Linked DNA regions of Ovis aries: region 1 is linked to region 2. Evidence: chromatin contacts called from public Hi-C data. All regions are on one chromosome and are shown on one strand. Each heading gives the region's core, a stretch centred on a gene start, on an enhancer-like site or on the middle of the called end of the contact. The rest is flanking DNA. Distances are from core to core; before and after follow the strand shown.

Region 1 (3,943 bases), core at 1,228-3,727, 160 kb after region 2:
TTACCATTGATCCACTGGGAAAACCCTGGGGCACCTGTATACCTGCAGGGTAAATTTCTGAAAGTGGAACTGCTAGGATGAAGAGTTTGTATATATAATTTTTTGACAGGTATTACCAGTTGGGCCTTTAAAGAGACTGTGCCAATTAACTTTCAGACTTTGTTTTCAGACATCTTGACCTCAACAGGCATGAGCTCCCTTTTGTTGGGTTTCTGGTTTTGCTCATCTGATAGGTAAAAAATGGTATCTTGTAGTTTTAATTTACGTTTCTTATGTTATGAATGGGGGTTTCTCCAGTGGCTCAGATAGTAAAGAATCTGCCTGCAATACAGAAGACCAGGGTTCAGTCTCTGGGTTGGAAGATCCCCTGGAGAAGGAAATGGCAACCCACTCCAGTATTCCTGCCTAGAGAATCCCACGGACAGAGGAGCCTGACAGGCTATAGCAGTCTGTGGGGTCACAAAGAGTCGGACACGACAGAGCAACTGAGCATATTTTAAGAATGAGGTTAAGCATCTAAGAAATGCAGAGGGCAGTTTGTAAGTGGAGTGGGGTCTAGTCCTTACCCCAGGCTGAGCCACCACCGTGTGTCCCCCTTCCTCACCTCGGTTGATGAGAACTGGCTGGGCCAGAATCCTCCCTAGAGCTTCTTCCCCGCCTCCCCTCCTGGGATGAGTAAGTTTCTCCTGGGTGACTGACTGGAAGAGGCATGTTTTATTCAGGCACCCTGGTTTGTCCTGCTCTTGGTCCCTGAGGGTTGGGCCTTGGCCTCTGATGCAAAACAGGATTAGCAGCAGAGAATCGGCAAGCTGAGACCTGTTTTTATGGGGAATGGAGCTGGGGTAGATGGGTAGATGGGGAGGAGGCTGCCGCAGTTCAGGTGAGCTCCGATGAGCCTGAGCTAAGCAGTGGGGCTTGGGGAGGATCCAAGGGACTGACTAGGTGAGGTGGAGGAGGGAGAGGCAGACAGGTGATGGGGGTGGAGTCAGGATGGAGGAGGAGTAGCCAGTTGATGCTTCCCAGTGGGATGGACAAAGGAGAGGAGAAAATGTTTGTCAGATAAAAGTCCTCCATAGGAATGGAGTGGTCATGTGTCCAGTTGAGGGTTGGTTAATTCAGCCAGTCTGGTCACAGCAGGTTAAACCAGCTCTGGGGCATGTCTTGCTCCCAGCTTTCTGCAGCGACACAGTCCTGGTTTCCTGGAAGATAATTAACACTGAGCAAGCTTTACTCCTGATTTACCACCTCAGTCTAGCTGCTTCTGTGATATCTCTGCCGTCCCTCTGGTGTAGGGAATGCAGGGTTGGGAAGTGGGTTGTTGTCCTGGTGGCCAGCCCCCAGCCAGAGCTAGAGGAGGAGCAGGTAAACTGGAAACGGGGGAGAAGAGGAGAGACACGGGGGTCCACCAAGCCCAGCCCCCATCCAGGCTGCTGGTGTGTTTGCTGCTGGTCTGAGAGCAGAAGGTGAACCAGGCCTGGAGGCCACTACTACTCTTTTTAGGACTGTGTTCTAGATCTTTCTACTTCAGCCCATATTTCTTTCAAAGGCTCTCACCCCATCTTCTCCGGAGTTCTGTCTCAGACAAAAACTCTCCGGTAGCAGCAAGAGAATCAATCTATTATCAGTACCTTAGTCTCTCTTTTAGGGTTTGCAGATAAATTTGGGTTTCAGATAAGGAATACCTTTTTTTTTAGTCTAAGTATATCCCCAATATTGTACAGGACATATTTATATACTTAAAAACAAAAGTCTCTTATTTGAAATTCTACTTTAACTGGGCATCCTATTTTTAAAATATGCTAACTCAGGCCACCCTGCCAGCCCTCTCCCAGCGGGTGGAGACAGCCAGCATGCCTGACCTGTCACTGACCCAGGGCCTTTAGCGTGCAGGCACCAGGGGCTTTACTTTCATTCCCTTGGCACATGGTCACACGACAACACTCTGAGGAGGGGGTTCAGTCCACCCTGGGTAAGAAAACTGAAGCTCGGAGACGTGAAGTGACTTGTCTAAGGTCAGCGGGAAAGGCAGGCGCAGAGGAAGAGTCCCAGCCCCCACCGGGTATCTCCAAGTTCAAGTTCTCTGCTCACCCGTCTCAAACCACTGTCTCCCCGAGCAGGAAAGCAAGAGCGGGTTTCCACTGCGCAAGTCACAGGGACGAAAAAACACCCACGCGGCCGAGGCTTCCAGGCACGGGAACCGCCAAGATTTGGTGCAAGAAAATTCAAAGCGATTTCGAAACCGAGCGCCTCTTAGTAATAAGAATACCAACCCCGGTCACATGCATAGCTCTCGGCAGTTGACAAAGGGTGTCCCCGAGAGTCGATCAGAATAATAGAGAAAGCAGATGATGGGAGAGGGACCGCCTGCAGGACCCCACGGCGGGCTCGGGGACTCTTCCGGAATTCAAGCCGGGAGTGGGGCGGAGGGAAAGGCGGGGAGAGGGGGGAGGACGGGAAGTGGGAGGAGGGGGCATCTCGGCAGACTTCCTGGAACCCGGGGGGTTAGACACCTGGACCCCTCGCCCCCTCGCCCAGGCTCTGGATGCGGATCTGGGCGGTACTCAGAGTCGGGCGATGCTCTAGGGGGCGTGAACCTGTGGGGATGATCACTTCTGGACTTTTCCTGCTGGGCTGTGTCCCGGTCTGTGGTCGGAGCCAGCGGCTGAGGTGACAGGTCATATTTCCATGGGAGGGGACTGGGAGCCTGGCCTGAAAGGTGGGTCACGGACGGTGGGTCAGGAAAGCCTTGCTGGGAGGGTTGGAAACCCCGCGCGGGGTGGGTGGGGGTGGGTGGGGGGTTAGGTGGGTGGACAGAGGTTGGGGAAAATCTGGTAAAAACGAGACTTCTGTAAATTAGACCTTATTTTCCCCTTGACTCAGGATCTTTACGGATCTTACTCAAGTTCTTACTTGGCAGTTACCAGAGAGGCTGCTAGATACTTGAGTTTTGAATAGTTTTTTTTTTTTTTTTTTTTTTAATGAGCCCTGTGCTGCTGGTGGGGGAAGGGCTTGGGTTGGGGTGGGGTTAGAAGTGAGGGGTGAGCTTTAGGCTCCCTAGGGGCTTAAGGAACGCCAGAAACCTTCATGACGCTTTCCCAAAAGCTAGAAAGGAGGAAAGGAAGGGGAGGAAAGGGAAGGGAACGGAAGGGGAAGGTGTTCCCTGAAAACTGAGTTCATCCCTTGATGGGTGTCTCAACCAAGCAGAAGGATCAGAAGGAAGGATTTATTACATGCAGCAAGCAAGGAAAACAGGGGGCATCTCCTCCAAGGCAGTGTCTCCCCAACAGCAAAACTGGGGACATTTTAACCTAAGGTCAGTTCAGTTGCTCAGTCGTGTCTGACTCTTTGCAACCCCATGGACTTCAGGCTTCCCTGTCCATCATCAACTTCCAGAGCTTACTCAAACTCCTGTTGGTGATGCCCTTAACCTAAAGGTACCGCATATTCATGAGGGGGCTTGAGCAGAGGAGCATTCAGCCTAGAATTGGGGCCAAGGGTGACAGAGTCCACGCTGAAAGTGATTGAATTCAGAAGGGTCAATGTCATCGTTCTATCTTCCAAATGGATGGGGGCCTTGGTTCCTGCAGAACTCAAAAATATATTATTATGTATATCCCCTGAGGAACCAGGACCCTGCCCCAAGGATGTATTATGGGGCATAAACAAGTGCAGCCTGCCTTGTTTCTGGCTTCCCTGGTGGCTCAGATGGTAAAGAATCCACCCGCAATGCAGGAGACCCAGGTTCAGTCCCTGGGTTGGGAAGATCCTCTGGAGAAAGAATGGCTACCCACTCCAGTATTCTTGCCTGGAGAATTCCATGGACACTGGAGGCTGGCGGGTTACAGTCTTCGGCATCACAAAGAGTTGGACACGTCTTAGCAACTAAATAGCAACAGCGTCAGGAAAGTCATTCCTGGTTCTCTTTCTCCAGGGACCCTCTAAG
Region 2 (3,862 bases), core at 1,178-3,677:
ATCATTTCATCTTCTTTGACCACACTTCTGTGCTCTGAGCATTGAGAAGGGGGTTAGGATTTCAGGAGTGGCCAACCTCTCAAGTCTATTATCTGGATTCCTGTGCTCATTTGCATCTGCATGAGTTTTATCTAGTTTTCTTAAACATGGAATTTCAAAATCAACTGGAATTTCTCACCCACTCTAATCCAAGGGACTACCTTGCTACTGGAGTGTGTAAGCTCTGGCAGTGAGGGTGGCTAGGCTACCACAGGCCCCACGTATTCTGGTAGGACCGGGTCTGATTTCCTTTCTTTTTTTATAGCTTAAAAAAATTTTTTTTGGCTGTGCTGGGTCTTCATTACTGTGTGGGCTTTCCTCCAGTTGTGGTGAGCAACGCTTGGGTTTCTCATTGCAGTGGCTTCTCTTGTTGTAAAGCATGGGCTCTCGGGCATGCAGGCTTCAGCAGTTGCAGCGCATGGGCTGAGCAGCTGCGGCTCCCAGGCTCTAGAGTTCAGGCTCAGTAGTTGCAATGTGTGGGTTTAGCCGCTCTGCAGCACACAGGATCTTTCCGGATGAGGGATCAAACCTGTGTCTCCTACACTGGCAGGTGGATTCTTTACCACGAAGCCACCAGGGAAACCCTGATTTATTTTTTTATCCATCCACTGTCTTATATGTAACAGACATCAGGGAAATGTTTGGGAGGAAAATGGATTAACAGGTTGAGGCTATAAGGTTCCACTTTAACTGAATGGCCCCAATTCCAATCAGTTATGATCTTGGGTAACTGAAGAGCTCTCTAACCAGCCCGTTCTGAAATATTTTCACTTGTCCCTGATTCTTTTCTTGGGGAGGGCAGGGGAAAATACAATCTTTACCAGAATTGTGTGCAAAGGACCAAAGCTTAGATTTCTTTACAAAAAGATGTCGGTAGAGCTCTGAAAGCAACAGGTAACATGTATATCTGGGGACTAGGCTGGTCACTCTTTGCTGTCCATATGCACATAGACATTTTGGGGTTCTCATCTGTAATATGGACAAATCCCACAGAGATTCAGTCTAGGAGAGAATATATAAAAACTATACATCAGCAACAAAGTAAACTATCTTAGAGAAAGCCACCTACATTCTGGAAGTGGAAAGAAAATTTAGAATTATGAGGACACAGAGCCTTAAAATGACAAGCCTGATATATAACGTACTGGAGGAGAGGTGAAATATGGTTTCATTACCTGTAAGCTTGGCATATATTCCAAACTAAGTAGTTAACAGACAGTAAAGCTAAAGTAAGATGCGTCAGTGAAACACTTATAATACACTATACACACAGAAGATAAACTGGGGCAAGACTGCGTACAGAAACAAGGGTACAGCATCAATGGCCGGATTCAGGTGGATGGCATAATAAATTTTTTTATATATCTTAAGCCCTTTTAAAAAGAATCATAGTTTTTAGATTAGCTTTACTCTATTAATAAGAGCCAAAGTTTTTAAAAAAGTTTATACATATATGAAAATGAAGTCACTCAATCGTGTCTGGCTCTTTGCTATACACTATAGCCTACCAGGCTTCTCCATTCATGGGATTTTCCAGGCAAGAGTACCGGAGTGGGTTGCCATTTCCTGCTCCAGGGGATCTTCCTGACCCAGGGGTCGAACCTGGGTCTCCCACATTGCCGGCAGACACTCTAGCCTCTGACCCACCAGCGAAGCCCTTATACATATATACATACATGCAATATATGCACCCCACACAAAGAATTATTTAGGAGTTATTGGAAACTGAAAATTGACACTGTTTTACATGAACAGAAAGTCAGCCCATGGATATAAAACCTACAGGAAATAGACAACTGACATCAAACAAGCAGAACGAAGGGAGGGAATAGAAAATGCCCAAAGCACCATTTATAAAGTGTTTTGACAGTAAGAAAACTTCTAATACATTTTAGAACAGTTTCCTTCAGAAAATCGTTAAGAAAAAAATTGCTTGGTGCTTAACAGTTCTGCTTACTTCATCACTTCACTCCTCAACACTGCCAAGGAAATGAGGCATTACTATAAGGACCTGTCCATGTAAAAATATTCCTAACAATGCAGTTAATGTTTTAAAAAATATCCACACGCAATTTTTCTTTCAATGAAGCTCTCTAACTGAAGTTTCATTCAGGGACCAGGCAGTAACTTTCATTAAATTAAGTAATTAAATTTCATTAAATTAAATAAATCCAGTGGCTTAAAGCAATACAAATTTATTATCTTGCAGTTTTATAGGTTGAAAGTCTGGTATAGGCACCCCCCATCTAAAAGTTTTTCTGCTGTCAAAAACCAGATCCAGCTAATCAAAGGAGATAGTGTCTCTCTGGTCACATGAATATCCCCTGTAGGCTGACTCACAGACTCATTCTTTTTTCTTTTTTATAACAATCTCCCTCTTTTATAGACACATTCTTGATATAAACTGATCAGTACACTTGGTTATTAGGATGATCACTGACTGTTCTCGTGAGAGATTCTAATGTGTGCCCACAACCAGACCAAAATCTCATGTATTAAAGAGCTTCACTTATATGATAATGAACTTAAAGAAAGGTTAACAGTCACATTTTAAGAATATTACTCAATTCAGTCATGTGGGCAGGTCAACAGACTGACAGCTCAAGCTGAAGAAGGAAAAGTGAAAAAAGATCCCTGCAGAAAATGAAGTTGGTGATGGCATTTCACACAGGGAAGGGATAAGCCTGCCACACAGCAGCCACTGGGTGAGTGTTACCGACTCATAGGCTCCCAACAACCAGTAAAGCGAGATAATTCTCACTTTACAGGTGAGGAAAAGGAGACTCAGGAATGCTTATGTGATTTGTCCAAGAGCACAGAGTACGTGGACAAGCCAGGATTCAAACTGTGGTCCCTCAAGCTCCAACGCCAGTGCTCTGTCCTCCACACCATGCCACACTCTGCCAACTGAGCAACAATCAAGCTTATTATGCCCACACTGCAACCCCCATGCTTGCAAGCAACTCATAAATTCAGAGAGGAAGACTGAATCATCTGAAAATAAGCATCAAAAATGCATCACCAATTCTTGGCAATTCTTGTAACCAAGCAATCATCAAAATATTTAATAACTCATCAAAGATGTTTTTTCATCACACGTAAGAATTTAAGTCCCTAAGAGGAAATTCTGGTACACGATTCTGAGATTGTTTTTTTAGTAACAAGTGTATCTGTTTCCAAAATAAACATCTCAGACACTGAACAGTATGGGAAAGAATAGTTCCCGATGCAGTGGAAACTTTTCCCACTGCACACACACTCAGTGCTAAGCACCCAGTGGCTTTGCGCAGTGCAGAGGGATGCTTGGGAAAAAGGCATCTGCTCTTGACACTCACATACTCTAAGGATTTCCTTCTCAAGGATGAACAAAATTTTCCTCTTCATCAGCCAGCACGCGTAACACTCTAACACATGACTTAGAGGGAGATTTATATTAAAACGTGCCCAAAAAGGGCAAAGCCACAGCTGCAACAGGACCGTATTTGAAGTAACTACACCCCACCAGCTAGGAGCAACTTGTGAGCAGCAAAAGCACAGCAGAGATAATACTAGAATAATAATGCACAACTGGAAGGTTAAATACACATTATTAAGATGTGGAGAAACCAGTGTGTCCTATTCTTGATGCCCACGTGTAAACAAAATGGGGCCATGGCCAAGTACCTCAATCAAGTCATCCATCCCTCTACAGAATGAAGGCTCTGAGTCATCTGAAAGCTTTCAGGCCATATTGGAACTCTACCCCTATATGGCTTCTCACTTTCTGTCAAAAAAAATGACTACTGCAGGGGCTTCCCTGGCAGTCCAGTGGTTAAGACTCCAC

Evidence for each region. Hi-C and Micro-C count contacts between places; a contact is called where the count stands out from the background.
Region 1: a contact with region 2 is called in a Hi-C map of mixed tissues, with 4 times the contacts expected there. The contact joins the promoter of SPNS3 here to the enhancer-like site in region 2. A contact is called at or near these places in 14 of 16 Hi-C or Micro-C datasets (blood, hypothalamus, liver and 7 more).

What each region holds. Positions count from the first base shown.
Region 1 is chr11:24,787,123-24,791,065 of ARS-UI_Ramb_v3.0, forward strand. It overlaps SPNS3 (SPNS lysolipid transporter 3, sphingosine-1-phosphate (putative)), which reads left to right and starts at 2,478. Exons shown (of 11, transcript XM_060395327.1): 1 at 2,478-2,716. The coding sequence starts at 2,686.
Region 2 is chr11:24,626,639-24,630,500 of ARS-UI_Ramb_v3.0, forward strand. All of the region lies in intron 7 of ANKFY1 (ankyrin repeat and FYVE domain containing 1), which reads right to left. Among named protein-coding and RNA genes, the nearest start is that of ZZEF1, 40 kb to the left of the region's middle. Within about 2 kb of position 2,428, at least 11 of the 54 cell types and tissues checked have an H3K27ac peak or open chromatin away from gene starts, as enhancers often do. A contact at or near this core is called in hypothalamus, where this site is marked.